Linked DNA regions of Sus scrofa: regions 1, 3, 4 and 5 are each linked to region 2. The links are chromatin contacts, called in public HiChIP or PLAC-seq maps. All regions are on one chromosome and are shown on one strand. Each heading gives the region's core, a stretch centred on a gene start, on an enhancer-like site or on the middle of the called end of the contact. The rest is flanking DNA. Distances are from core to core; before and after follow the strand shown. Region 1 holds the start of SLC1A5 (neutral amino acid transporter B(0)). Region 2 holds the start of CCDC9 (coiled-coil domain-containing protein 9). Region 3 holds the start of NOP53 (glioma tumor suppressor candidate region gene 2 protein). Region 4 holds the start of BICRA (glioma tumor suppressor candidate region gene 1 protein). Region 5 holds the start of FKRP (fukutin-related protein).

Region 1 (6,222 bases), core at 3,254-5,753, 400 kb before region 2:
GTGGCTCAGCAGTAATGATCCCAGCTAGTATCCATGAGGATGTGGGTTCGATCCCTGGCCTTGCTCCATGGGTTAAGCATCCAGCATTGCACGAGCTGTGGCAAAGGTCAAAGACACAGCCCGGATCTGGCATGGCTGTGGCTGTGGTGTAGGCCAGGCAGCTGCAGCTCCAATTCGACCCCTAATCCAGGAACTTCCATATGCCCTGGGTGCTGCTGCAAAAAGAAAAGAAAAAGAAAAAAAAAAAGAAAAAAAGAAAAAGAAAAAAGAAGAGACTGCTCTAGAGGCCGGGCTGAAGGGGGGTGGGGGAGGGAAAAGGGGGGCTGGAGGAAAAGAAGGCAGGATGGAGGTTCCAGAAAGACAGAAAAGACAAGAGGAGGGTAAGAACGAAGTGGAAAAACCATGACAATGGGCCAAGGCGCAGGGGCCCCCCACCGTCCCCAGCCCCCGCTTACCTTCACCACAGTGCCATTGAATGGCCTCTCCGAGTAGGACGTCGCGTACTGCAGGTGGGGTTGGGAAGAGACAGGGTCCACTGTCATCGCGGCCCCCCCATCCCATCAGGCGCAGACAATCCTCAAGGCCCACCCGAGGCACCCCTTAAACGTGAGCTCATTCCAGCCCACCAGCAACCCGGCTGGGGTAGCACCATGCAAAACCCCCCTCTCCAGAGGCAGAAGCCAAGGCTCAGAGAGGCGAAGGTACGCGCTCGGGGGTCACACAGCTAGAATTAGAACCCAGAGCAGGCTCAGGGCCCATATTCTCAGGAGGGGCGTGGATGGGCTGCATTCAGAAGTCACCCAGGAGCCCCGCAACATGGCCTATAAATATGTGAGCAGGTGTGTTTTTCCAGGCACCGCCCCCAAATCAGGCACCAAAAGACTGCTCCCGGCTGTCTCCCTCCCTGCCCACCCCCAACCCTGAGGGGACACCCCCTACCCCAGGACTCACTGAGCGGAAGGCTGCAGACACCAGGTTGGAGGGGAAGAGATTTCTGCAGAGACAGACAGGGTGGGAGTATTAGATACGGCAGGAGATCAGGGGGTGTCAAGGGGGCTTGGCTGGCCTCTGGGGGTGAGGGGAAACCTGCGAGCACCTGAATATGGTCCCCAAGCAAACCCCAGCTGGTTCAGCCAGGCAGAGAGGGACCTGGGCGGGCACATTTTTCCAGGGTGTGGGGAGTCAGAGCAGGGCTCCTAGAGCCTCAGGAGGCTGGTGTCCTGGCCCCGAGGGAATGTGGATTGAGAGTGAGGAATGCCAGCTTCCCGGGGCAGGCTGGGGCAGGGTTCCGGCCTTGGCTCCACCCAACGCAGCACACTTAACACTCTGGACGTCTTGCATCAGCTACTTCCTCCTTGAGGCCCTGAAGAGCTAAGAAGAGGGCCAGGGGGGGCCCCCCCTGGGGTGGGTTGCAGGCTATAGGGAAGATGTGGGTGTGTTGGGAAGAGGTAGTGAGAAAGTGACAAGGGTGGCTGTGTTGTCATGACTGTGCCTCTGTGTTTCCGTGGCCACGCCTGGGCAAGGGTGTCTGAGTGTGATTAAGTGTGCAGCAGCATGCCTTAAACCCCACTGAGCAGGTAAGGGGGTTGGACAAGGGCCCCGTGTGTCTCAGGGTGAAGCAAAAACCACAGCCAAGGCGTCTGTGGGCGCTGCACTAAGTGCTTTATAGAAATTGACCCATTTAATCCTCACGACAGCCCTCAGGGCTGTGCACTGTTAGTCCCACTTCACAGGAGAGCACACTGAGGTGCTGAAAGGTGATGAAACATGCCTTGCTAGGAAGCGGCTGAGATTTGAACTCGCCAGCTGGCTCCATAGTCCTAACCACTGGGCAACCTCGAATCCTCCCTCTCACCAATGATGCAGTGTGCAGCTGTTGCCGGTGTGTGTGTGTGTGTGTGTGTGTGTGTGTGTGTGCATAAGCCCATGTGAGATGTCACAGCTGTCGGGGGAGTGTCTGTGTGCCTGGGTCCAGCTGTGTGTGCGCTGCTTATACAGTTGTGTGGGGTGTCCCCTTGTGGCACAGGGGGTAAGGATCTGGCATTGTCACAGCTGTGGCTCTGGTTACAGCTGTGGCGTGGGTTCAATCCCTGGCCCGGGAATTTCTGCAGGCCGCAGGCTCAGCCAAAAAAAAAAAAAAGAGAGTTGTGTGTTGTGTGTGGCTCTGAGATGTTCCAGCTAAGTCACCAAGTGTCTGGCCAAGTGAGTTACATCGATTCTGGCAAAAGGGGAAAAAAAGCTTGCACACATAAACAGCCTTCGAGTGGGTGTGCCGGCCTGCTAGTCGGCCTGTATCCACCCAGGCTAGCCAGGGCTGGGTCAGGACCTAGCTAATCTCCGCCGGCCAGGAGGTTACCTACACTCTGTAACTTCTGGATATTACGCCTCCGCAGAGTCTCCCCTCTCTGCCTGCGTTGATGCCTCTAGAGGCTGGGGGAACCCAGTTCCGTGACTCATCACTTCCTCGCCCCACTTCCAGGAAGTCCCCAACCAACCTGGAAACACTGAATCAGCAGACCTCAAAGGCAAGGCCATGTGGACTCAGCAGTCTGCCTTCCTTAAAAGTGGGGAAGTTTTGAGGGGCGGAGAGCTGAAGCCAGAAGGAAAAGAATCAGGCCCCCTTTCCGGGCAGACTAGTGCGAGGGGAAGATCAGACAGAGTAGGAAATGGGCTGGAAAGTTTGCAGAAGTGGCTCGACATACCGGGAACATATAAAGGGGAAGCCAGGGTCCAGGCCAGCTGAACTGGGTGGGGAAGAGAGGCTGAGACAAGGACCTGGCTTTGTCTAGGTGACACGTGGTATGGGGAAGCCTGGGACTGGGAAGAGGTCACTCTGATGTCCTCAGGTTCTCCAGGGACCTCTTACTCAAGGCTCCCAAAACTTGTACCCAGACCCTGGACTTGAATCGTTATTGGCCAGCCAAAGATCCCCTTCCAAGATCCCCTCGGGATCCTCTCCCCACAGAAAAGACCCTCTTATGTCCCCTCAATCCCCCCAGGGTCACTCCTTCTCCCTCTAGACGGCTTCCATGCCTATCCCCTTCCTGTGGGGCCCGCTTGCATACCCAAGCCCTCTATACCCTACGAGGGGCCGGAACTTCTCCAATTACTCCATCCCGTTTTCCCGGGGCCCTGGGGCTGTCCTGGCCCCAGAGGACCCCAAACCCCCGTCCTGTCCGAGTGGCCACTCCCATCAACCCCAGCACACGGCCCCTTTCCACATGCCCGAAGCGCCCCCTTCCCCCCCACCCCTCCACCGGGTGGGCAGGGCAGGGTCTGACCTCACAAGATCCAGGAACGAATCGAGCACCTCCTTGCTGGGGGCCTTTTCCACCGAGCCGGGGGCCCCGACCGAGGCGTTGATGGCGGCGAAGGCGGCGCCCGGCTGCACCGCGAGCGCCAAGCCCACGCCGAGCGCCGACGCGAGCAGTGTGGTGACCAGGAAAAAGAGCAGCGCCCAGGCGCCCAGGCGGCCGAGCGAGCTCGGGTCCAGGCTGGCGGCGCCGCCGATGAGACTGCACACCACCAGCGGCAAGATGATCATCTTTAGCAGGCGCAGGAGCATCTCGCCCGGGAAGGCGAAGGCCGCCAGGCGCGCGGGGCCCAGCGCTAGTGCGCCGCCGGCCCCCGACACCCCTAGCCCCAGCGCCACGCCCGCCACCACTGCCACCACGGTCAGGAGCACCAACAAGTTGGCGCGAAGGCAGCGGCGCACCTGGTCCCGGGAACCGCAGCAGCCGTCTTTTCCCGCGTCCGAATCTTCTATGGGGATCAAGGCCGAGACCCCGTTGGCGGTGGGCTCCGCCGCCGCGAACGCCTTGGGGTCGGCCTTGGGCGTCTCGGCCACCATGACGGACGCCCCGGGGTTCCTTAACGCCTGGAAGCTGGGAGCACTTGGGGCTCCTTTCCAAGACGCTGACGTTCCTTAGAACGGAGTTAACAGAGCCTGGAGGCTGGAACTTTGGAAGGTTCCTTGGAGCTGCGAGTTCACGGCGCTGAAGTTCTTGGCTCTCGGAAGCGTGAGTGTTTGAGATGCCCTAGGCTGGGCGCTGGGGCTCCTCCGCTCTTCGTTTGCGTCTGGCGCTCGAAAGCTGGGAAGTGGGAGCGAGCCCCTGGGGTTTCTGGTCCTGAGGGTTGGGAAGAAAGAGTTTCTCAACCAGCGACCTAGGGTCCTTGGCTCCGAAAAGCTCCAGACGACGACCGTCTTCAAGAGGCTAGGTCCGGGTGGCGCAGATCTCGGACGCGTGGATCCGGGAGGCGGGAAACTGGGGTGCCTGGGTCCTGGAAACCGAGGGCTGGGGAGCTTGAGCCCGGGGGCTGGAAGACAGAGCTCCAGGAAGAAGTGGGGGCCAGGCTTTTGGGTCCGAGGGGTCAGAGCTCGGCCCCTGGGTCGCTAAGGCAGCGGTCCAGAATCCCGGGAGGGAACAGCTGTTAGCTGAGACCAGACCTCCCCGGCTTGCCGCGTGGCTTTCAGCCCGCTCGGCGGAAGCTGCCAGAATTAAGAACCCGGACCAGGCTTGTTAGAGCCGGGACCCACCCACGGGGCGAGCCGATTGGCTGAGGCATGTTCAGAGCCCTCCAGGGCGGGGCTTAGGCCTGAGTAGGGCCCAGCCACCCCAGATAGAAGGCAGAATAACAATAGGGGCGCGGGACCCGGGACCGGGTTCGAGGGGGCGGGGCGTTGGGAGGAGGCTTTTTCCCGCCAAAGGATCGGGTATTGGGTTGGGGCGTTTAAACTACCAAAGTTCCTGGCGTGAGTTGTTTGTACAAAGTGCCGATTATCCGCGGGGCGGCTCATCTGCAGATCAATTTAGCCTCCTAAGGGCGTCATTCCGGTCTTTTGCCCCTTCTCACAATGTCAATTCCTCTAATGTAAAATGCAGATCCCTCACTTAATTGGTGTAAGATTTAAATGAGATGGAGTGATTTATTTAACAGTGCTAATAATTTGAGGGACTTCCCGTCGTGGCGCAGTGGTTAACGACTAGGAACCATGAGGTTGCGGGTTCGATCCCTGGCCTTGCTCAGTGGGTTAACGATCCGGCGTTGCCGTGAGCTGTGGTGTAGGTCGCAGACGTGGCTCGGATCCTGCGTTGCTGTGACCCTGGCATAGACTGGTGGTTACAGCAACAATTAGACCCCTAGCCTGGGAACCTCCCATGTGCCCCCGGAGCAGCCCAAGAAATGGCAAAAAGACAAAAAAACAACAGTGCTAATAATTTGAAAAATAAAGTTTCTCGGTTCAGAGCCCCACACGTTCAATTATGGCTTTACTAGGATTGTAATCCACTTCTGTCTAGGTATGCAATTTGCAATTTATCCATTAAAATTGTAATTCAAGGAGTTCCCTATGTGGCTCAGTGGGTTAAGGAGTCACCCTGAAACGTTAGCTCGCAGATGTGGCTGGGATCTGGTGTTGCCGTGACTGTGGCATAGGCCTGCAGCTCTGATTTGACCCCTAGCCTGGGAACGTCCATATGATGCAGGTGCGGCCATTAAAATAAAATATAAAATCAAATAATAAAAATTCAGTTTAACAACTGTTAATACTTTTACTTTCACCAAATATGTCCCCGTTTTTATTATGAAAAATTTCAAGCCAAAAAAATTAAAGAATTTTACAGTAAACATCCATATACCCACTACCCAAAGGCTGCAACTATTTCACCATACTTTTTTTTCTTTTCTTTTTTTTCTTTTGTCTTTTTAGCGTCGCCTCTAAAGCATGTGGAGGTTCCCGGGCTAGGGGTCTAATTGGAGCTACAGCTGCCAGCTACGCAACAGCCACAGCAACGCCAGACAGATCCAAGCTGCGTCGGTGACCTGAACCACAGCTCACGGCAACGCCAGATCCTTAACCCACTGAGCGAGGCCAGGGATCAAACCCTCAGCCTCATGGTTCCTAGTCGGATTCATTTCTGCTGCACCAGGATGGGAACTCCAAGTCCCCATTTATTAATCAGAGTTCAGTATTTGTATGTAGTCCTTTTTTTTCCCCACAAAATGCACAAACTGTAAGTGACATTTGCTGCCTTGTGACAAATGCATATGCCTGATTTCATTGGAATCTTCATAATTGCTTAGTGAGGTTGGATCCACCACTATACCCATTCTCCAGATGGGCAAAACTGGGGCTTATGGTGAGGGCAATTCACTGGCCTTGAGGCCACACCTGGGGAGGCTAGGTGTTGAAAGCCTGCCTCTCCAGGCTCTAACCTTAAA
Region 2 (5,969 bases), core at 2,477-4,976:
GGAGACCCTGCCCAGTGGTACCTCACAGCGATTGGAGCATTTTACCTTCCTTCTCCTCCTGCCCTGAGAGTTGCAGTTGCTCCACGCCCTCGGCAAGTTTTGACATTGTCGTCCCCCCCCCCTTTTTCTTTGGCTGCACCTGTGATGTGTCAAAATTCCCAGGCCTGGAGTTCCCGCTGTGGATGAAACAGGATCAGGGGCATGTCTGCAGCACCAGCACCAATCTCCAGCCCTGCATAGCGGGCTAAAGGATGCAGTGTTGCCACAGCTGCAGCTCAGCTCTTATCCCTGGCCTGGGACTTCCATATGCCGTGGGGCAGCAACAGCCCCCACCCCCCAAAAAAAATCCTGGGCTGGGAGTCGAACCTATGACATAGCAGCAACCCAAGCCACTGCAGTGACAACACTGGATCCTTAACCTGCTTCATCCCAAGGAAACTTCCTTGGGCCCTTTAATTTGAGCCATTCTCAAGTATTATTTGCATGGTTTTAACAGAGCGTGAATTTTCCAGGGATGCAAAGTCTTCTTTCAAGCGATAATTGTACCTTGTTTTGTTTAGAAATCAATCAAAGTTTCATGTCTCCACTGCACTTCCACTTCTGATGTCAAGGTCACATCAAGTGACTCTCCTCAGCGTCTCGTGATGGTCTGCCACCATCCTGCCTGCCGCACCCAAGCTGCGTATAGATACATACACAGACACACACTCGCAGCCCTTTCTCAAAGTCTCAAATATAGCAAAAGGCTGTTGACAATATTCCACTGATGATTTTTCGAATTCTCATGTACTCAGACATATTCATTACAAGTATGGGAATGCATTTGACTCTTTTTTTTTTTGGCCTCACCAGCAACATGCAAAAGTTCCCGGGCCAAGGATCGAACCCTCACCACAGCAGTAAACCAGAGCTCAAGTAGTGACAAGGCCGGATCCTTAACCTTCTGCACCACCATGGAACTCCAAGTGACTCTATGTTTTCCAGTATAGCTGGACTAATGCTATTTTTTTTTTTTTTTTTTGGCCTCCCCGTGGCATATAGAGTGCCCTGGCCAGGGATCAGATCCGAGTCACAGTTTCAGCCTACCCCACAGTGGCGGCAATGCTGGATCCTCAACCCACTGTGCCGGGCCGGGGATCGAATCTGTGTCCCACTGCTGCCAAGATACCGTTGGTCATCGATCCCGTTGTGCCACAGTGGGAACTCCTGGACTAATGGATTTTTATGTATATATTGATTTAATATACTTAAATTTTGCCTTTATGTTGCAGTCAGGTTCTTATATTTTTTTAAATGATGGGGAGTTCCCCGGTGGCCTAAGGGTTAAGGATCTGGTGTTGTCACTGCAGTGGCATGGGTTCAATCCCTGGTCTGGGAACTGAGAACCATATCAAGCTGCTGCACACTGCAGCCAAAAAAAGGAAAGATGTATGGAGGTAAGACATGCTGTCTGTACATCTCCTTTCAGGCTAGGAAAAGGGGCGTTATGAAAAGTGGGATCCCCTGGGGTTGGGACGTGTTGGTCTAATGGGTTTGGGAGGCTGAGAAGTTCCCTGAGAACTGGGTCACAGTCATGCAACATATATCGAGACCTACTGTGTGCATGGCCCTGGGCTGGAGAGTGCTGGGGACATAGCAGTGACATAGACAACCCCAGCTTTGATGCAAGGGCCCAGGTTGTTCAGTGGCCAACCTGGGATTTGAGCCCTGGGAGGCTGCCAACCCCAGAGAGACAGTGAGGAGAGCAGGTGAGATCTTGGACTCTGGGACCAGGTTCAGATCCCAGCTCTGCCACCCGAGCTGTGGGACCGTGGGGAAGTTCCTTAATGTCTCTGAGCCTTCGTGTCCTCATCTGTAAAATGATAATAATCATGTCTGCCCCACTGGGCTGTTGGGTGGAGAGCGGGCTGAATAGTGACTCCCAAAGATGTCCACCTTCGGGAGACTGTGAATGTTATCTTACCTGGCAAAAGGGACTTTTCAGATACGATTAAGAATCTTTTTTTTTTTTTTTTTGGGTTGAGTGGGAGGCTTTGGAATTTGCTGAGCCACAGCAGTGACAATGCCAAAGCTAAACTGTTAGGCCACCAGGGAACTCCTAAGTTAAGAATCTTTTTTCTTGGAGTTCCCGTCGTGGCGCAGTGGTTAACGAATCCGACTAGGAATCATGAGGTTGCGGGTTCGATCCCTGGCCTTGCTCAGTGGGTTAACGATCCGGCGTTGCCGTGAGCTGTGGTGTAGGTTGCAGACGCGGCTCGGATCCTGCGTTGCTGTGGCTCTGGTGTAGGCTGGCGGCTAAGCTCCAATTAGACCCCAGCCTGGGAACCTCCATATGCCGCAGGAGAGGCCCTAGAAAAGGCAGAAAGAGAAAAAAAAAAAAATTGGAAGAGGAAAAAGGATGAGAAGTATGTAATTTTCAAATGGGTGGTTTTAAGGAAGGCCCCTAAGAGGAGGTGACATTTGAATAAAGAGCTAAAAATGATATAGTGAATTTGGCAGGTATTTGGGGGAATTTTAAGAGAATTAAGTTATATGCGTGGAGAAGGTCTCTGAAAGGCTGTTCCCAATAACTATGTAAGTGGCAGGTGATTGCCAGGTACTTCCCTTTTCCACGATTTAAATCACAAAATGAAATTACTGGCCACCTCAGGGAATCCAGCCTCCCACTTATGTCATCCCCTGTAAGGGTGTCCCATCACTTTTTGTTGTTGTTGTTCTTTTCTAGGGCCGCACCCACTACATATAGAGGTTCCCAGGCTAGGGGTCTAATCAGAGCTGTTGCCACCGGCCTACGCCACAGCCACAGCAACGCAGGATCTGAGCTGCATCTGCGACCTACACCACAGCTCACGGCAACGCCGGATCCTTAACCCACTGAGTGAGGCCAGGGATCGAACCCAAAACCTCATGGTTCCTAGTTGGATTCATTTCCGCTGAGCCACGACATGAACTCCACTGTCACATTTATTATCACTTGTAATAACATGTTAATTATGTTTGTTTTGGTTAATGCATGTTACCCTCTGGACTCTAGGCAATCCAGCAGATCTTTCTCTGAGCTTCTGCAATTCCTAGAATGCACCAAGCTCACTCATCACAGGACCTTAGCACAGGCTGTGTGTCCTCTGCCTGGGCGCCTAGCCCCCTCACCCTCAGCCTCTCTTCCCGTCCCTCTTGCAAGCCATCTCACACATTTTTGTTTTCTGTTATTTCACATATACTTACGTCTTCCCTCAAGAGGACAGGGATGGGGTCTGCCTTGTTCATCATTTTGACACGCCCCCTCACGCCCAATTCCCCATCCTCCCAGCACAGAGCCTGGCACTCAGTGCTGACTGATTTTTTGCTGTGTCCCCGCCACGCGGAAGTTCTGAGGCCAGGGATAGAACCTGAAGTACAGCACCGACACCACCAGATCCTTAACCTGCTAGGCCACTAGGGACACCCTCAACGCTGATTTAGAGGGTGAAGGAAGGATTCTTTCGGTTGAAAATTTTGTCTCTACAACTAATTCTAAGGTTTCATTAGCAGAAGGGTGGGGGAGCATCCACCCCCTGCACAAGCTGGTAAGTCAGGATTCCAGGTTATCATTGCCCAGGGCAGGGCGCCGATTTACTGGAACCAGGAAAGGGGAGAAACAGGAAGCAGGTAGAGGCCAGAGAGAGAAGACGCTGTCTCCTCCCCCTGGAAGGTGGTCGTTCAGGCAGAAGGCAGTACAGCAAGCTTCCGGAACACCCTTGTCGACCCGCTTATCTCACTTTGCGCCTCTACCCAGACGCGAGCGGCGCCTTTAAGGCTCCCGGAAACGAGCCAGAACAACCGGAAGTGACCCTCGTTAGTTCCCCTCTTCACGTGGTGCGGGCCGGAAGTGACGCGCGGGGCCCGGGAGCTGCCGACGCGGAGGCCGACGGAGCCGGAGTAGCGGACGCCGCGGGGTCTCCGGGACAGGTGACCCTAGGAGGGGGCCGGGAGCGCGCCCGGAGAGGGCGGGGCCTGATGCCCACGTGGGGGAGCTGGCGCGAGCGCAGGCGGGGTAGCGAGCAGCCCGCGGGGGCGGGGTCAGATACTCTGCGGGGGGCGGGGACTGGACGCCCACAAGGGAGGCTAGGGGTGGGTGCTGGCTGGGCGGAACGTCGGCGGGTGGGCAGGGCTGGGGTGGGCCAGTCTGCGGGCGGGTCCGGAGTGTAGGTGGGCAGCTGAGGGCGGGGCCCAAAAGTTGTGCCGGGGCTGGGGGCGGGGCCAATGGAAGCCAGCGGTGCGGGCGGGGCCGGGACTCCCGGCGGAAAACGCTGGGGGCGGAGCCAGAAAGTTTTTCCTGTCCTGAAAGTGGGTCCTGGAAGTCAGGGGTGGATCCAGAGGCTGATGCGACGGTGAGGGCAGGGCCAAAAAGAAGCGGGGGAGCTGTGGGCGGGGCCAGGTACTGGCTAGGAATGATGAGGGTGGAGCCGGAAAGTTTTGCAGGCGCCAGGAGCTTCCCCACAATGTGGTGAAGCTCGCCGTGGAGCTCGAACCTTGCCTTGGGGCGCGCCGGGGGCGGGGCCAAATATTGGCGCGACGAGGCGGGTGCAGAGTCCGGGGCGTGGCCAGGAGGTTGGCCGGGCAAATCGTGTAGGGACCACAAATGTTGACTCGTGAGCTGGAGGCGGGCCTGGTGTAATAACGCGAGAAGGAGGGGGCGGGCTTAGGTTGCAGCCTGGGGATCTAGGGGGCGGGGCCAGAGTGTTGGCTGGGAAAATCCGAAGCCGGGTTGAGGGGCGACAGCTTCTTGACGCGAGCGTGCGGGCGGGGTCGGAAAGTTTTGGCTTTGCCCGGGGTGGGCCGGTGGCGTTCCGACCGGCTGGAGAACGGAGCTTTTTCCCTGGAAAGCCGCAGGCGGGCCAGAAAGTTTTGACCGTGTAGAGGCGGGTACAGTATTCTCTAGGGAGGTCGCATCAGGCCCAGGAAGCCTCGCCAGTGAGTACTGGGTCTGTTTGGGGAATCTTTATAGGGGTGCGGGGAAGCAGGGGCACCTTTCTTGGGATGCTGGGGGCAGCGAATAAGGAGTGCGGTTCAGACTCTTTGAGTGTGGGGTTATGAGACGGTTCTGAAACTCCTTGGAAAGAGCCAGATCTAGACTGTTAACGGGGATGTGAGCGGCACCAGAACGGGCACAGGGAGTTGGGCCTAGAACTTTCTTGTGCAGGTCGGGGGAGAGGCTCGTTACCTAAAGCTCTCTTGGGATGGAGACCCGAGGTAAAACTCCCAGCATAGGGGTGTGGAGACTGAACTAGAATTTTCGTTTGGAAGAGAGCAGTGTCGGATGTTTCCCTAAGTAATGGGGGCGTGGTCAAAACTTTCCCAAGGTGGGTGTGACTACGTTGTTTACGTGGAAAGTAGGTGGGCCCAAAACCATGGGAGGGGGCAGGGGCTAAAGTTTTCCAGGTAAGGGGCGGGCTAGCACTTCCGGAAGAGATGGTGGGAGGGAGGGCTAGCTTTCCCTTGGAGTGAGTGTGTGTGTGTGTGTGTGTGTGTGTGTGTGTGTGCGCGTGCGTGTGTGTGCGTGCGCGCGGAGGAGCCCAGGCTGGGAGAGGAGGAAGCAGCTTGGGTAGAGCCATCCGCCTAGTCCTGTTCCCTCTGCTCTCAGGAACCCCCAGTGGCGTTTTCTGCAGGGGAAGTTTGCTGGGACCCTGGCTCCACTCAACCAGCAGAATGGTGAGAAGGAAGGCGTGGTCTCTGGGATCTGAGCTATGGGGTAGGGGGCTTGGGAGGAGGGGACTCAGACTCTCCCAACACCGGATTGAATGGCACTGGGGTGGATATAGGTTTTTTCCCCAACTGTCTACCCCTCTCAGTCAGCCACACTGGATCTGAAATCGAAGGAGGAGAAGGATGCTGAGCTGGACAAGAGGATCGAGGCTCTTCGGCGGAAGAATGAGGCCCTCATCCGGCGCTACCAGGTGCCCTAGCCCCGCCCTGGGAGACCCCATCCC
Region 3 (5,385 bases), core at 1,888-4,387, 380 kb after region 2:
AGGCGCTGGATGAGATGCTGACACACGACATCGCCAAGCTCATGCCCCTGCTCCGGCAGGAGGAGCTGGAGAGCACGGAGGTGGGCGTGCAGGGGGGTGCCTTCGAGGGCACCCACATGGGCCCCTTCGTGGAGCGGGGGCCCGATGAGGCCCTGGAGGACGGCGAGGAGGGCTCGGATGACGAGGCCGAGTGGGTGGTGACCAAGGACAAGTCCAAATACGACGAGATCTTTTATAACCTGGCGCCGGCTGATGGCAAGCTGAGTGGCACCAAGGCCAAGACCTGGATGGTGGGCACCAAGCTGCCCAACTCTGTGCTGGGCCGCATCTGGAAGCTGAGCGACGTCGACCGAGACGGCATGCTGGACGACGAGGAGTTCGCGCTGGCCAGCCACCTCATCGAGGCCAAGCTCGAGGGCCACGGGCTGCCCACCAACCTGCCCCGCCGCCTGGTGCCGCCCTCCAAGCGGCGCCACAAGGGCTCGGCCGAGTGAGCCGGCCGCCTGCCTGCCAGCCCTCCCTCCCACTCGCCCTGCTGTGGCTCCCCACCCTGGCGCACGCGCACCCCGCCTGCCCACTCCCCCAGCTGTAAGGAGGGGCGTCCCTCTGCCCTCCGCCGCCAGACAGGGGGCACCATGGGAGGGGCTAGGTTTCTCTGCCCACCCTTCACACCTCTGTGCTCACATACACCTGGCACACTCGGACACGAACACACACGCACACACACACGCAGGCATCCGTCCATGCATCATTCATTCAAATATTTATTGAGCATCTACTCTGTTCATATGTTCAGGGCTCCTTCCTACACTGGGGATTACAGCAGAGAGCCCTCGTGGAGCCCGCTTTCTCAGGAGAGAGCGCCTGCAGAGTCACTCAAAGACACACACACACACACCAGCCCTAACCAGTCTGATCCCTGATTCTGATCCCCTCTCCCCACAAGTGAGCGGCCACTTGGTTGAAATGACTAAGAGACAGGCCTCCCCCCACCTCCCACCCCTGGCTCCTTCTTGCCCTGCCAGGCAAGGACCCTCCACTCCATCCTGGCCTCGGGACCACTGGGGGCTCAGAGGGGAGACGCAACCTCCTACTTCCTCAGCTGCACCCCTCTTAGCCCCTTGCCCCAGTTCAGGTCGCACCCCTTTCTTTAATAAGGGGAAAGCCCGGTCCTCCCACCCTTCCTGCTCCTCCCTGCCCCCCCGACTTCTGTCTCTGCTCACCTGCCCTGGATTGAAAGCCCAGCCTGCTCCCCCGACCCCTCAGGCTCCCCACAGCTGGTGGTCCGAATTTTAGACTGCGAATTTTAGACAGCCTCCCGAGCCACCATCAGGCCATATTTAAGTGGAGTCCCTGCCAGAAACTAAGGCCCCAGGACGTTATTTTTAGACTCCTTTTCAGGGACGTCGTGGGGGGAGGGGCTCTTGGTGCTACAGCCCCCCCTCCCCTACAGGGCACCCTCACCCCCCTACACACGCATTTTCCTGCCTTCACCACATATTAGTGCTTGACCTTGGTGGGGGACCCCACGGAAAAGATGGAGAAGAGCAACATAGATGGGGCCCATGCCCCTCCAGGGTGCTGGCTGGGATTCCCGCTCCCATCACCCCTCACCTCATGCCTGGGAAGGGCCTGTGAGCATAATAGGAACGGTTCCCACAGTGCAAATAAAGCCAAGGCTTCTTTCCCTGAGGGAGTCGGGCTGTCTTGGGATGGGCTGGGGGGCGGGATCGCTCTCCCTGCAACCCCCTGGGAAGGAGAGCCCAGGGCAGGACCTCAGGGGGGCTCCCCTCCAGGCTCTCCGGGGTGGAGGCCATGACTCAATGCGGCGGGAGCCTGATGACTCAGGCCCGGGCTGGGGGCCAGACCGACATATTTTCCAAAGAAAAGTTTCTCTGGGGCCCTCCCTCCGGGACATCCCTCCCTTCTACCTCCTGCCGCGGGGGCCTGGGAACCAAGCCCTGGGGCGCCCGCGCGCGCGCGCCCCCGCCCTCGTCCACCCAACCTAGGTACACAGCTCTTGACACGTAACACTGGGGACCAACGGGCACTCGGAGGGGAGGAGGGGACGCTGCCCAACAGGACCGCCAAGTGTGCGCTCGCTCACGCCCGGGGGCTCTGGCCTCCGCTCTGCAGCGGACCCCGCTCGCGGTCCGCCGACTCACACCCAGGGCCACACCCACGGCGCCCCGGGACACGCTGGCCTCGCGCCCTTCCCGCCCACGCTCGCGCGGTGGCGCAGCTCCCGGCGCCCCCTGGCGGACACCCTGCAGCAAGGCTGGCTGGTGGCGACTGCAATCCCGGTCCCAGGTGGTAGGTGATCAGGTCTCCAAGGGCCACAATCCGGGCCTATCACCTTCCCGATGCGGAGTTGCGCTGCGTGGCGCCTTCCCGCTCTGTACCTTTTTCCTTCTCGAGTGGAGAACGGCCTTTAGGAGGCTCTCGATCCCTATGGATGGTTGCCAGGGCCCCTGAGCTTCCTTCCTTATTTGTAAACAGCAAAAATTGATTGTAAGATGAAATCTCAGGGAGTGAGGCAGTAACAATAGCTAACAATGAGATGCCACGCACAACCTTAAGGGCTTTGTATGTATTACCCTGTTTTAGCTCCAGAATAACCTATGAGGCAGATGTACCATTACCGCCCCCATTTCACAGATGAAGCAAATGAAGCACTGCTCCGTAGCTTAGAAAAGACTCATTCGGAGCCTGCGCTTCTAGAGTTTCTAACATTCCTCGCATGTAACCTTCTGTGTTCCCAACCTTGACATTCAAAAAGCTCTCGGATTTCCAAGATTCTTAGGGTTGGAACGTGGAAAGACGCATTTTGAGACTGGAACGTGTCTTGTGCCAAATCTGTCATGGTTCTAACTTTTCTTAAGAAAACTAGATTGTTTTGAAATAAAAAAATTAAAAATAATACTCAGATTTTAAAAGTATCCCTGGGCGGCCGGGAGAGGTGCGTCGCTGAGAGCTAGAGCCCCAAACTTACAACCTGGATCTGACCCGAATAACAGAGGAAGAAGGGCGGCCTCCACGCCCCTCTGCGGCTCCAGCCACCTTACCAAGATGGCGGCCACCGGAAGGAGGTCATGGGAGAGGGCGGGGGGCCGGCGCGCGCATGCGCGAAGTCGACTTTCAGGGTGCTGGCGGCCAAGTGCTTCCTTTAACAAGATGGCGGCGGGAAGTAGTGCCGCTGGCGGTGCGCGCTGCTCAAAAAGCGAGGCCGACTCTGGCTTCCTGGGGCTGCGGCCCACTTCGGTGGACCCAGCCTTGAGGCGGCGGCGGCGAGGCCCAAGAAATAAGAAGCGGGGGTGGCGGCGGCTCGCTCAGGAGCCGCTGGGACTGGAGGTCGACCAGTTCCTGGAGGACGTGCGGCTGCAGGAGCGCACGAGCGGGTGCGTGGGGCGGGACTTCCGGGAGCTGAGCCTGGTTCTGGGTGGCGGGGTGCGAGGCCGAGCTGCTGGGGGGACTTCCGGGGGTCAGGAAGCGCGGGTCCCGGCAGCGCTGGGAAGTGGCGGGGATGGGGACGTGATAGGTTTACCGGTTAGAAGACTCCCAGTTAAATTAGAACCTAGGTAAACAACGAATACATTCTAGTATTACTGTGCCCCTCGCCCCCACCCAAGCTTAGCGCGTTTTAAGTATTAAGTTCCGCAAAGTGGAGGGATGGGGCCCTGACCTGGAGGGGTCTCATGGGGGAAGAGCGTGTCCGAATGAGCATAATGGGATAGCTGGGCCCTGAGGGGTTAAATCTGCACCTTCTGCAGCAGTTTGCTTCCTCCCAACTTCTGTGGCTGATATTCTGCGTTTGCATTTCCCAGTGGCTTGATATCAGAGGCCCCGGATGAAAAACTCTTCTTCGTGGACACTGGCTCCAAGAATAAAGGTGAGGAAGGGTGGCATCGTGTGGTCACGATTAGTCGTTATCTAGTTCATCTCAACTTGTGAAAGAATCTGTGTTAATGATGTGGCTTGGGTGACAAACAGCTGCTGAAAAGGGTCTTTACTGTAGACTAGAAGGCCTGGAATGAACAGAAAGCAAGCTAGAGGAGTTCCCTGGCGGCCTAGCAGGTTATGGATCTGGCTTTGTCACTGTTGGGGCGCAGGTCATGGCTGTGGTGTGGGTTTGATCCCTGGCCTACGAACTTCCGCATGTTGCAGATGTGGCCAAAAAAACGCAAGTTAGCAACTACCTTCAAGAACTCATTTTCTTTTTGAGGTTTTGGAGATCTCAGTGGCCAGAGAAGCCAGCAGCAGTGTGCGCCGATGAGTAAATAAGACATAAATTAGGAGGTTAATTTGCAGAAAAGCAAGTCAAGGCTGGGGGGTGAGAAATCAGGCCCGTTTTGGTTAGTGAGGTATGCTTTAAAGAGAACAGAAGGGAGTGCCCATGGTGGCTCATCAGTAATGAATCTGACTAGCATCGCTGAGGACGTACGTTCGATCCCTGGCCCTGCTCGGTGGGTTAAGGATCCGTCATTGACATGAGCTGTGGTGTATGTCACAGGTGTGGCTCAGATCTGGCGTGGCTGTGGCTGTGGTGTAGGCCGGCAGTGTAGCTCCAATTTGACCCCTTGCCTGGGAACTTCCATATGCATGGGTGTGGCCCTAAAAAAAAAAATAAAATAGAGCAGAAGTATCAAGTTGATAGAGAAGGTATGAAACTCGTTTTAACATGCTTGCTTTAATCTGCCAAGATGCAGCGTGGGGACATGCAGACACTAGTGGAGGAGAAGCATGTTAGGGTTTGTTTTGGTGAGTGGCAGGGTTTATTGTCAATGTCTAGAAAAACAGACAGAGTAAGCCATCTGCTTTAAGGAGGGGGTAGAAAAGCTAAGAGGTCCATCTGCTTTCATGAGCAAAAGTCAGGCTGCTATAACAGCAGGATAACCTTTCTTTCTTTCTTTTCCTTTCTTTTTAGGGCCACACCTGTGGCACATGGAGGTTCCCAGGCTAGGGGTCGCATTAGAGCTGTAGCTGCTGGCTTATGTGAGGTCTGCGGCCCACACCACAGCTCACGGCAATGCCGGATCCTTAACCCACTGAGCGAGGCCGGGGATCGAACCTGCGTCCTGGATGTTAGATTCGTTTCCGCTGAGCCACAACGAGAACTCCAGAATATCCTTCTGAACATGAATGAGATCGGTCAAGGGGTCCAGTCTAAGGAAAATGAGGGGATCTCTGAGGAACAGGAATCTTGGCATGAGCCGGTAAGAAAGGGTTAATGAAAGAAGTCAACTTTCACCAACGTAAGTAGATCTGCTTGGTGAACAGCGGGCATGGCAGCAGGTACCTGCCCTGGCGAACAGGTGGGAAGTAGTTACAGATTTTGCTTTGGGTGTAAAAAGAAAAGAAAACAGAAAGGGAGGATGGCAGTGAAGT
Region 4 (6,064 bases), core at 309-2,808, 270 kb after region 2:
AAGTTCTGGAGTTGATCAGGTTCCCTTTTTATATAATAATCAATAATAATAACGGTCTGCACTTATCTGGCGCTTCCTGTCAGGTTCCGCTCTCCGAGAGAAGTCATTTTCTCCTACTAACCCTCTAAGTGAGACCTAGTATTGATTTCTTCTTGGAAATGGAGGAGCGGAGAGGTGAAGTCATTTGCCCAAGGTCACACAGTAAACAAGTGGCAGGATGGGAACCAGGAGCTCCCGGGTTTGAGTCAGGGCCCTTTACCTCCGTGGTCTCGTAAATAACAGTAGTGCCGCCGAGAAACTAGGATCAGATCTAAAGCTTAAAAACACATAGCTCTCAATCACTTATTTATTCAACACACATGTATTGAGCAGCTTCGTGGGGTATGCGCCTAGCTTTTCAGGGAACCGGGGAAACTGAAGGTATTAAGCGACCAGAATATAAGCCGCCTCGGCCTGAGCGCTTGGGGAGGGTAGCTCGTAGCTATCTGGGTCCTCGTTGGGCTCCGAGCCCGGCGCAGGGCACACAGTAGGCGCTCAGCATGCGTTCGCCGAAGAAACGCGCCCATCTGAGTGTCACGCCCGCAAGGCGTTCTCGGCCCGGCGGGGCGGAAGCAGACCCAACACCACCGAGGCGTCCCGGGGCTTCTGGGAATCCCATCTGCGCGGCCCGAGAGACCTCGAGGAGAGGTTCTAAGAGAGGTCGGATCCGCTTCCCCGGCGCCCGCCTCCAGGCCGCGGCAGCTCAGAGAACCGACAGAGGTGAGTGAGCGAGCCGCGTTTGGGGTCCAGGCCTGTGTCCCCAAAGCACCGCCCCCGCTCCCCAGCCTTCCAGCTTTTTGGCTCCGACTCCCGGCTCCTTCGAGATTCCACCTGCGGGGCCTCCCTTCTCCATCCACGACTCCCGCTACCTTTTCGAACCTTCGGCGCTCCCCTTGGACGCGTTCTCCTACCCGGCGACCGTCCCCAGCGTCGGGGCGCGGCCGGGGCGCACGGAGCCCCCTCCCCAGCCGGGCCGGTCGCCCGGGATCCGGGAGTGCGAATCCGTTTAGCCTTCCCCCCTAGTCCAGAACATCGCTCGATGTAGTCGGGAGGCTCCAACGGAGCCTGGGAAGACGCGCCCCGAACCCCCGGGACTTGAGCGAGGGAGGGGGCGGTGCCGGTGCGGAGGTCACCCTCCCGGGGCGTCCGCAGCCTCCCATTCGCTGGCGGGCCCGCCGCTCCGCGCCCAGAGCGGTAGCTGGTTTGCCGAGTCGCGGGGCGGGGCCTCCTCCAAGCTCGTCCCCCGGCGAGGGCGGAGGGAGGAGGAGGAGGAGGAGGAGGAGAGGGGGGGCGGGACACAAAACCTGCAAGGTTTTTTTTTTTTCTTTTGCATTTAATTAAAAAAAAAATTTTTTTTTTTTTTTTTGCAAACCCGAGGGGTCCTGCCCGGAGCGGGCGCGGGTCCGGGGCGCCCGGGCCGCGGCGCGGGGCGGCGGCAGGGGCCTGGCGGAGGCTGCCGGGCGGCCGCCATGCGATCAGGCAGTGCGCTGACCGGCCCGGCCGGTCGGCCCCTTCTGGGTCCTCCCTTTGCAGCCCGTGCGGGGCCGTCTCGGAGACCCCGCGCCGACGGCTGCTCAAACATCAGGGTGAGTTTCTCACAATGTAGCAATTTCTCTTTAAATCTCTTAACTCTCTCTACCTGCGAGTCGGGGCTGTGACAGGGCGCAAAAGCGAGGGGGGAGTGGGGGTTGGCGGCGAGGGTGTGTGTGGGGGGAGCCGGAGCCGGGGCCGAACCCACCCCCCGACACTCACACACTCAGCCCCCCAACCGGGGCGCAGCGCCCGCTGCCTCTTTTTTTGCTCGGCGCCCACCACCCCCGGTAGCCCCCCCCCCGACTCCTCGCGTCTCTCCCACCATCACCGCCGCCCCGATCCTGCGGGGACCCCCACCCCCCACCCCGGGTTCCTCTGCCCAAACCCGGCGCCCGGTGCCTCCCCGGCCCTCCCGCCGGCTGCCGGGGATACAATGGAGCGGCGGAAAAACGAGACCTAACGTTCCACGGGGGGAGGGGCGGGGAGACCCCCCCTCCCCCGGCCCGGGGGCCTCCTCCCCTCGCCCTGCTCCTCGCCTTTCGGGAAAGAGGAGGGCAATGGGGCAGCGGATGGTGGCTTCCCTGTCGGAGCCGGCGAGCCTTCATCTCCCCCTCTCGCCCGTCCCCTGCGCCCCCTCCTCTCATCCCTCCTGGGGGTGCCGGGAAGAAACGGGGCCTCCGGCAGGCTGGGAAGGGATGGATGCGGAAGGAGGCCACTGGGTCTCCCCCTCCCCACCGCCCCTAAACAATGAAAGGAGTTGACTTGGTCCCCCACCCCCCAGCAGTGAAAGGAGTTGACCCCCCCCCCCGCTAGCTGGCTGGTCCCGGAGGGGGCCGTTGCGGGGGGTGGGGGGAGGAGGGAGTGGAGCCTTACCCCTGTCACCTCCCGAGATTTGGGGTGGCCCCCCATCTCCTCCCCCTCGGCCCGGGAATGGGAGGCACCAGGCCCAGCCCGGGCACCGCGCTCGGGTGGTGACCTTTAGACAAAGGCAACCCTTTCCCTGGGGTGAGCCCGGACGAGCCGGGCCCGAGGCCTCCCCGGGCCCCTGCGGAGGGCGGCCAGGCCGCGGGCACCCGGAGGGAAGGATGGAGGAGGAGGGAGGAGGGATGGAGCCATCTGGTTTTCCCATCCCTGGCCGCCCCTCGGCTGCTTCTCCGGCTCCTGTCACCCGGCGGCCTCGGGGAGACAAGGGACCAGGGGCTGCCCGGGCCTTGGTCCGCGGCCAGCGGCCACCCGGGCGAGGAGCCGCGGGAGGGCCCGGGAGGCAGCGGTGGCTGGAAGGCAGCGCGGCTCCTTCCTATCTCCGCACCCCTTTGTTTTGCTTTGTGGTTCTGAGCAGCTGAACTTCCCGGGGAGGTGGGGTCAGAGGCCGCTGTGTCAGCTCTCCCCGGGAGGCTGGGGTGACAGGTCCCAGCCCTCTGATGTTCCCAGACTGTGGGCCGCAGCTCGTGCCCAGCCTTCTGCCCGGAGCGGCAGCCCCTTTTGTCACACAGCCCCTCCTATAGTGGCACAGTCGGGGGATGTTTTTGAGTGTTTGCTTTTCCGCACGCCTCCTTTCCCAGCCGCTACTCGTCAGGGCAACAGTTTTTAGAAACACCCTGGACTCCAGGCCTGAGATTGCTGATAAATTCTCTGTGTTTGCAACCTGTCCCCTCACCTGAGGTGAGGTGTCTTTGACCTGGGGGGTGGGGGGGCTGTGGGAGAACAGGGGAGGTGGACAGCTCAGGAACCACCCCCTTCCCACGTGTCAGTGTCCAGTGGGACTGAAGCCCTGTACTTACTTACCCCGCCCTCCCCCAGCCTTGCCCACCCCTAGAAGCGGGAAATCACACCCCAGAGGTTGTTAGAGAGAGGCTACTGCTAGTGCCTGCACCAACCACAGCCCCAGGAGGAAGTAGGGTCAGTTACGTTACTCCCATTTTGCAGACAGGCTCATGGAGGCTCAGAGAGGCGAAGTGACTGGCCTAGGGTCACACAGCCCTGATGTGTAATCGGCTCACGTTTTTCGGACACAGCTCGGAACTGTTAGGTTCTCCCACACCCCTCTTTGGCACTTTGTCCCTTTGGCATCAGTTGGGTGTCAGATGTAAATGATGGCAGGAAGGAGCCGCTGAATTGTTTTTCCCCTTGAGTGCTGGTTTGGGGAAGGGGTCGGGAGTGTGGGGAAGCTAGGAGGGGGCCAGGATGCCTTCACCTGTGGCCGGAGCAGAGCGCTTGTTTGCCTGTGAGAGCTGAGGGTTGGAGGTGTGCGAGTCAGGAGAAGGGGGGCCCCAGGCCTCGCCGGGTGGGGCTTGGGGGGTCCTCGGTAATTGGCCCCACTGTCATTCTCCTCTTCCTCCACCTGAGCTGGGACCTCCTCAGCCCTGCTGGGAGGGAAGCCGAGCTGTTGGGGACCTTCACCACTCTGCCCCGTGGCCTCCGGCGTGACCCTCCCCTGCCCATTCATTCTCCCCTTGGCCTGGGCTCACACTCCCGGTCCGACTCTGTCCCCTCAGGCAGGTCATTTGCTCACCGGTCCTGGGTCTCCTGTCTGCAGTTGCGGATAATTTTAATTTCCCTAACTGACCTTGCAGTGGCTCAAAGTTTTCCCCAAACGTGTTATTTTTATTTCTCCCTCAGCATGTGGAATATGGCGCGCCCGTCGGGATGAGTACGAGTGTTGGGTGCTGGGCACTTTAGGGCCAATGCCAAACGGCACCCTTCCTGGAGCAATTCCCTGTGGTGGGTGAGGACTGCCTGCCACCAAGTCCACTTTGGGGACACTCTCCCTCCAGCTCCTGGAACTGGGGCCCCCTTCAGCCCTGACTGGGGGACTGGGCTGAGGGAAAAGGGCTGGGGGGGCAGTAATACAGGCGATGGTGCCATTTTACAGACGAGGAAACTGAGTCCAGAGGACATGTGTCCCATGGCTGAGCGGGAACTCCAGCCCCAACTGCAGGGATGAGGGGCTCCACAGGTGTCAGCAGAGCTGGGGGACGACCCTTAGAGGGACCCCCCCCCCGCCCCGCCTCGCAGCCACAAAGCTCCCTTCCTGAGGCGACAGGCATCATAAGCAATAATAATTCCAGGGGGCCGGGGGCAGGAGGAGAGGGGCCGAGGTCTCTGCAGGGTGAGTGTTTCCTGAGAGCTGGAACCGATTTTTTTGGGTGGGGGGGCGGGGAGTGGGGGAAGCAAGAGTGAGGCCCAGGAGTGACAGGCCTGTGCCCGGCCCCCTTTTGCCAGCTTCCTTCCCAGAGGCCCTCGGGGCCTGGCAGGAGGCGTCCCTGGGTGGGGTTCCCTGGGGTCGCCTTTTAGCCCCAGGCCCAGCCACCCCTGGCGTTCCCGCCAGCCCTCCCCCGTGGCTGTCCTGACTCCTGGTCTCAAGAATGCAGAGGGCTGCTGGTGGGGGAAGTTAATTGGAAACAGGAAAACATGGCATTCCTTTCCAGCGGCCTGGGCCTGGAGAGCCAGCAGCGAGGGGCTGCTGCTTCCCCCTCCCGCCCCGCAGGGGTCCCTCGGGGGTCTTTCCCCCCCAGGCTCCCTTGCCTTAGTGCACATAGCGAGTGTGCCCTGTTACCCAGCTGTCATGTAAACCGCTTCCCCCTCATCAGAGTGACTCGCCCCCGCTTAGTCACCGTTCACATCCAAGTTTGTCCCCTGTCTTTGAGGGCGGAGGGCCTGTCTGGCGTGGCTCCCCAGTGTAGGCTGCGTCACACTAGAGATGCAGGGGAAGTGTTTGCTTGAATTGTCCCCAAGGGTTCCATCCTCATTCCTTCCCTAGAATTCTCCTGGGCCTGGGGTACCACCGCTCAAGTGTTTCGCCCCCATTGACTGAGGCCTTTGTGTCCCCTGGGCTGCGAGGGCCCCCGACGGTAAGAGAGAGTGTGTTCTAAGACAGTTTCTAGTTTGGCGACAATGACTTTTGTGTACCGAGTTTGCGGCTATCCATGGTGGCGGCGGGGGAGTCTGTTGGCATCAGAAGCCGGAGAGAGTGCCTTTGTGTCTTTAATTGCTCCCAGTTAAACTTCCTGAGGGCCTACTGTGCACCGGGGCCCTGGTATTGGGCCCCGGCGCACTTATGGTATTGGGACCCAGGCCAGGAGGAGGCTGGCTTAGCCGCTGTGGCGCTAGATTAATTCTGTCTGGGGCCTTTGCAAAGGCTGTGAGGAGGAAGCAACCTCTTTCTCTCTCTAAGTGATCCATGGACCAGGGACCAATTCAACAGCCCAAATGTACTAAGTCTCCCCCTTCATCCAGAACATCCCCCAGCTCACCTCCCAGAGGCAGCTTCTTAATCCTACTGTTTTGGTATATGTGTGTATATCTGTACACATAATTATTTCATGCGAATGGTAGCGCGCCTTTTCCCACTGTTCCGCATATTGGTTTTTCTGCTTCATCTCCCTGAGAAATGGACGCAGTACTTGGAGGGTTTGCTCTGGCTTTTTCTCGGCTGCGTTGTATTCCTCGGTGTGGGCAAATTCTTGTTTACTTTACACGGATGTGGAGGAGG
Region 5 (5,373 bases), core at 1,867-4,366, 440 kb before region 2:
GATCCAGCGTTGCCGTGAGCTGTGGTGTAGGTTGCAGACGCGGCTGGGATCCCACATTGCTGTGGCTCTGGCGTAGGCTGGTGGCTGCAGCTCTGATTTGACCCCTAGCCTGGGAACCTCCATATGCCGCGGGAGCGGCCCAAGAAATGGCAAAAAGACAAAAAAAAAAAAAAACACCTCTACCGTGTGACCGTGCAGAGGTCTCTGTAGCCTCCTGCACAAACCAGTCTCTTCCATCAGCCTGGAAGTTTCTGAATGGCAGAAACTGCGTCATCTCCTTCTCAGAATCCCCCCACTGGGCAAAGTCCTGCTCATTATCACCTGTGCTGATGCTGCCTCCCTGCTTGAATTCTTGGGCGCCTCCTGGCAGGACCTCACAAGGCTGTGTTTTCTGCCATTCCCCACACACTGACTGCACACAGGTCCTGTGCCAGGAGCAGCTGCACTCAGCTATTTGGAGAAAAGGTATTCAGAACTGGAAAAATCTGATACAGTCCAGGCCTTAAAGGATCTCACAGGAGAAGTCGCACCTCTCTAAGTGATAAGTGCTCAAGTCAAAGTGTATAAAAAGAGGTGCTGCTGATGCGAGTGTAAATGCGGGGCAACCTGCCAGACCCAGTCCCCGCTTCATAAACACACCTCTTCTCCTGTTCCACCCCCTCCACCCGTCTCTTCTGCTGTACTCACGCGGGGATACAAGGATATTTGCTGCAAACAACCTAAAATTCCATCAAGAGGGCTCCAATTAAATGAGCTGGGATACAAACACCAGTGGAATATAGTTTTCAAAAACAGTGAGTATTGCTCTCTGTGCTGATATGAAAGGAACACCAAGACGCATGACTATGTGGGAAAAAAGGTCACAAAATGATACACATGATATGATCTCATATATTACACACATGGAGCTGAACTACTTTCACAGAAAACAGTTGGGGAGGCGAGTTAGGGAGCAGGTCAGGAAAGGGACGGGGGTCCCCTTCACTCACATGTATGTAATATGTGCACACAGATGCCTGAGCGCTTTGAATGTGCGCTAACATAACAGAACAAAAGAAAACAAAGTGAGTGGCGCCGGAGGCTAGACAAAGGAGCGTCTAAGCGGGTGCTATCCACAACTTTCTCCCAAAGCCCAAGAAGACCACTAAGGAGGGGAACAGACACATCTTTTCTCTTGTTTGTCTCAAAGATGAGGAGGTGGGTTGGGGGGTGCTGCAGGCTGCACAGGTGTGAAGTCCCAGACACCAAGCACCAAGATTTAACCCCAGGTCTGCTGTGACTGCTTGGACGTTCCCGCAGAGGCCAGAACTTCCTGGAACAGGCTTCTCCTCTGTCCTGGGCATCAGAGAAGTATAACGCATGGGCTCGAAAGCCCACAGACCACCTCTGCCACCCACAGGCTATGAGTCTAGATAAATCACTGACCTGCTCAAAGCCTCCACTTCCTCTTCTGCTTGATTTCTTTAAAGGGGAGGGAAGGGGGGGAATATCACTTACCCTCCCAGAAGGTTGCAAGGATTTATTTAAAGTGCCTGACACAATGCCTGGCACATAGTATGTGCTCAATAAACAGCAGCTGCGATAGCAGCTGCTGAGCGAGGGCAAGGACACTGGCCCTGCCTACATGAAGGGGTACTAAGAAGATCTAAAAAGACGTACTCTGGGAAAGAGCTCTGGAAGGAGAGATGGAACACAAAAACAAGGGGTACTTGCATAAGGATTTCTCTCCCACCCAACCCCCCCAGCACCAAGCCTCAGCTACCACAGAGCCAGGATCCCTACAGGGGTGGGAGAATTGCGGGATGCTCTCTCTATTCATCCCATGGACAAAATTCTAACCAGGTGTTTCTTTCAGTCCCCACCTCTCCTAGACAGGAAACAGCAAATCAGAGGGGGAAAGATGCTAGAAGCAGGCGCTGACTTCTGCTGATAACACCACAGACCAGGACCCCTCAGACTCCTGGCAGCACATCCTTAGAACCCTTAAAATCCTCACAATTCTGATACCCAGGCTCCTAGGGACACCCAGCAAACGGACCCACATCTCTCAAGGTCACAAAACCCAGCCCAGCTCCTCGGCGCCTTCCAAACATCATCCCAGGGGTACAGCCCTCCCTCAAGCTACTCCACAAACCAGAGTCCTTTCCCAGAAACTTCCACAAACACTACCCCCCACCCCAGGATCTTTGTGAGATTCTTCCTCTGGCTGCCTTCCTGCTCTACAAAATGCTCCCCGCCACCCCCAGATTCGGCCAATTCCTCGTGTCTTCACCCCACGCCCCAGCTCCACCGCTGGACACGGCCGACCTCCTCTCATTCCAGGTCGGGGCTCTGCACCTGACATCTTCCACACCTCCCATCTCTGGGCGGGAGTCCCCCCATCTCCCACATCCCCGAAGAGTTTCTCGGCTCTCAAGCTCTTCCAGCACAGGCTCCTGGGGCACGTCCTGGCCCCCTCCATGATTCCACCCCCGGGATCCCTTCCCGGGAGGCGGTAGCGACGCACTGCCAAGGCTCCACAAAGTTTCCTCCTCAGAGGGAAGGGGCACACACCTTCATCTGACACCCCCGAGACCTCGCTCTCCTCCCCGGAGTCCCGGCAGAGCCATCTTTCAGTCCCCGCCGTCCTAACACTCCGAAACAAACCCGTCCTGAGCTCCCTGACTTCCTCTCCCTACTCACAAGGGAGCCCAGCCCCGACCTGCTCTCGACTCCGGCGAGTCCCAAGTCCCCCCAACGTCCCCTCTTCCCACCCGGGGCCCGCCGGGCTCCACCTCCAACGGGGACGGAGTGTGACTCCCTCAGCACCCTGCATGTTCTTTGCTCACTCCCGTACAAGACCCCTCCATGCCCTCTCATCACCCTTGGCCGAGTTCTCTTGGGGTCCGCTCGGGTCCCCGAGGCCACTCTCTCAGGGACCCTTCGGCCAGTCCGTTCACCCCCACTCCCACTCCCAGCCGGTTCTGGTCCCCTGCGCCCTTTCTCTTGGCTGCCCCGGTCGGGCCCTCCAGCCCCTGGGCCCCCCTCCCGTCTCCAGCCGCCCAGGAGCCCTCAGGACCCCCCTCGGACGGCCCCTCACTCCGTCTGCGGGCCGGTCGCGGTCCCCTCCCGCCCCCCCCCGGCAGTCCCGGCGGCCATTGCTCCAAGATGGCGGCGGCGGCAGCGGCGGGTGAGGCCGGGCCGGGCCGGGCCGGGCGGGGGGGTCGAGGGTCCCTGGGCGGCGCTCACCTGTAACTCGGCGCGGCGCTCACCTGTAACTCGGCGCGCTCCGCCTCCCAGCGGGCCTTCTCCGCTTCGAAGCGCGCCCACTCGTGCTGGATAAAGTGTAGGATCCCCGGCAGGCTCAGGGGCTCCGGCCCCGCCGTGGGGCCGGGGCTGCCTCCGCCGCCGCCTCCCTTGGCAGCCGGGCCGGGCCCGGGGGCGGGGGCAGAGACCGGAGCCGCCCCCGTCGGGCCCGGGCCCGCGCCGGAGCCGAGTGGGCGGCTGGAGGAAGCGGCGGCGGCGGCAGCGGCGGCCGCTCGCTCCTCCATCATGGAGGCCCCGGGGCCGGCCCGCGCGCCCGCTGTGCTTCGCGCGCCTGCGCGGCCGCGCCAGCCCTCGAGCGCGCGCTCGGCGGGGGCCGGGGGGGCCGGTGCCGGGAACGATGTCGGGCGCGCGCCTCGCCCACCCGGGTCGACCCCCAAGGCGCGCGCATGGAGGGGCGAGGAGGGGCGCGCGCCTGGAGGAGGGCAAACGCGACCCAGACCCCTTAGGAAGCGCAGGACTTTGGGAGGGGCCGCTTCCTGTACCCCTCCTCCGGCTTCACCCCAAAGAAAGATTCTAGCCCTCTCCAGACCCAAACACCACTCTCCTAGATCACCGTCCCTCTTTGAGAGAAAGGGCGACCACCAGGGGTGGTTTCACCGATGGCCCCATCCTGATTCCTGGCCCGGGGCGGTTGTCATGGTAACTCTTCCTCAGTCGGGGACACCCTTAGCCTCCCTTCCCCTCCACCTTTATGGTCCTGGAGCTCCACCTCTCCTGGCCCTGCACCTACCTATAGGAGGTTGCTAAGGTCACCCAAGTCCCCGGTGGTCCTTCGGCCCCTACCCTCCTTGGTTACTATGGCAACCTCACCTAGCGCTCAGGTAGAAAGGAGCCTGGCCCCAAGGACACTGCTGAGGGAAACATCTCTTTCCCAGCCCCTCTCCCCAGCCTCCTGGTTGGCATTACCATGGTAACCATCTCCCCCTTTCCCATGGTGGGAGGGCCTTGGACCAGCCAGGTGTTTTTATTTAGAGGAGGAGATGCTCTGCTGAGGAGTAGTTGTTATGGTTACAAGATGCGGGCTATCCCTAGGGAGGTGAGAAACTGGCAGAGCCAAGTCCTGGGTACTATGGTAATGGGGGCACTCTGCCTTCCAATGACCCTAGAACCAGGCCCACCAAGGTAGAAGACATTTTAGGATTGTCTCTCAGAATGTAATGTGTCTAGGGAAGGGGTTGTCATGGTAACACCTTCTATCACTTCTACCCCTACCTTTCTGGACACATTCACGAAAGAAGGGATGGGTATAGGTTGCTATGACAGCCTTCCTTTCACTGCTAAGATGCTTCAGGTAGGTGATGCCTGCCTGAGCTTATGAGATTTCATAAGATGAAATTGTGCCCTGTTGTGTGAAGTTGGTTGATTTGGGGTTTTCTGGTTCATCTTCCTTCAGCAGTGCAGCTGAGCTGGGCTGGAACCACCCCCTTGGAGTTCCGTCAGCCTGCACCCTAGGAGGTAAGCAGCCCCTCAGTGTCACCAGCACTCGTGGGAACTGCCCTTGTCCCCAAAGGTTTTTCTACATATCACTCATTTGCTCTACCCATCACATTCCCATTCTACAGATGCAGCAGTTGAGGTTCAAGCCAGGGCAGAATCTGGACCCACTTACATTGTTTTGTGGGGAGAGGAGAGACAAAATCTCAGCTTAAGTGTTCTCTCCTCCCATGGCCACCTTTTTCTCTCTCACGCCCCCTGCTGGTTTCCTGCCCTGTCAGTAAGTCATTTTCATGGTTTTATCTATCTTCCTCCCTCTGGAGGGCCTGTCCAACAACCGCCTGGTTCATCCTGTGTCCCCAGAACACAGAGGGCACTCAATAAATATCTCTTTGTTGAGTTAACGACGTTGAACTAATTAATTAAAGTGCCATATTCAGCTTTGAAAGCACCTGTCAGGTCAGGGCTGGGGACAGGGGTTATCTCGCTAAAGATAGGCTGAGAATGGACTGTCTTTATGCACCCAAGAGAGACAGCTTTTATTGGTTAAAAGCACAACTCTTGAGGAGTTTCCATCGTGGCTTAAATACTAGTGGTAACAAATCTGACTAGTATCCGTGAGGATGCTGGTGC

What was found. HiChIP or PLAC-seq counts read pairs in DNA pulled down with a chosen protein or histone mark.
Region 1: an H3K27ac HiChIP or PLAC-seq map of alveolar macrophages shows a contact between it and region 2. The contact joins the promoter of SLC1A5 here to the promoter of CCDC9 in region 2.
Region 3: a contact with region 2 is called in an H3K27ac HiChIP or PLAC-seq map of alveolar macrophages. The contact joins the promoter of NOP53 here to the promoter of CCDC9 in region 2. A contact is called at or near these places in 1 of 5 promoter capture datasets (liver), 1 of 47 Hi-C or Micro-C datasets (skeletal muscle) and 1 of 2 datasets of contacts at active chromatin or transcription factors (alveolar macrophages).
Region 4: a contact with region 2 is called in an H3K27ac HiChIP or PLAC-seq map of alveolar macrophages. The contact joins the promoter of BICRA here to the promoter of CCDC9 in region 2. A contact is called at or near these places in 1 of 5 promoter capture datasets (liver), 2 of 47 Hi-C or Micro-C datasets (liver and mesenteric adipose tissue) and 1 of 2 datasets of contacts at active chromatin or transcription factors (alveolar macrophages).
Region 5: a contact with region 2 is called in an H3K27ac HiChIP or PLAC-seq map of alveolar macrophages. The contact joins the promoter of FKRP here to the promoter of CCDC9 in region 2. A contact is called at or near these places in 1 of 5 promoter capture datasets (fetal skeletal muscle) and 2 of 2 datasets of contacts at active chromatin or transcription factors (alveolar macrophages and skeletal muscle).

What each region holds. Positions count from the first base shown.
Region 1 is chr6:52,656,961-52,663,182 of Sscrofa11.1, forward strand. SLC1A5 (neutral amino acid transporter B(0)) reads right to left here and starts at 4,504. Exons shown (of 8, transcript XM_003127238.5): 1 at 3,282-4,504; 2 at 952-994; 3 at 456-503. The coding sequence starts at 3,850.
Region 2 is chr6:53,061,451-53,067,419 of Sscrofa11.1, forward strand. It overlaps CCDC9 (coiled-coil domain-containing protein 9), which reads left to right and starts at 3,727. Exons shown (of 15, transcript XM_021094629.1): 1 at 3,727-3,948; 2 at 5,624-5,691; 3 at 5,832-5,936. The coding sequence starts at 5,689.
Region 3 is chr6:53,440,316-53,445,700 of Sscrofa11.1, forward strand. NOP53 (glioma tumor suppressor candidate region gene 2 protein) reads left to right here and starts at 3,138. Exons shown (of 12, transcript XM_021094646.1): 1 at 3,138-3,398; 2 at 3,825-3,889. The coding sequence starts at 3,175. It overlaps EHD2 (EH domain-containing protein 2), which reads left to right. Exons shown (of 6, transcript XM_003355959.4): 6 at 1-1,692. The coding sequence ends at 494.
Region 4 is chr6:53,337,608-53,343,671 of Sscrofa11.1, forward strand. It overlaps BICRA (glioma tumor suppressor candidate region gene 1 protein), which reads left to right and starts at 1,559. Exons shown (of 17, transcript XM_021094645.1): 1 at 1,559-1,625.
Region 5 is chr6:52,624,350-52,629,722 of Sscrofa11.1, forward strand. It overlaps FKRP (fukutin-related protein), which reads left to right and starts at 3,117. Exons shown (of 2, transcript XM_021094618.1): 1 at 3,117-3,169; 2 at 4,700-5,373. STRN4 (striatin-4) reads right to left here and starts at 3,561. Exons shown (of 17, transcript XM_021094615.1): 1 at 3,252-3,561. The coding sequence starts at 3,533.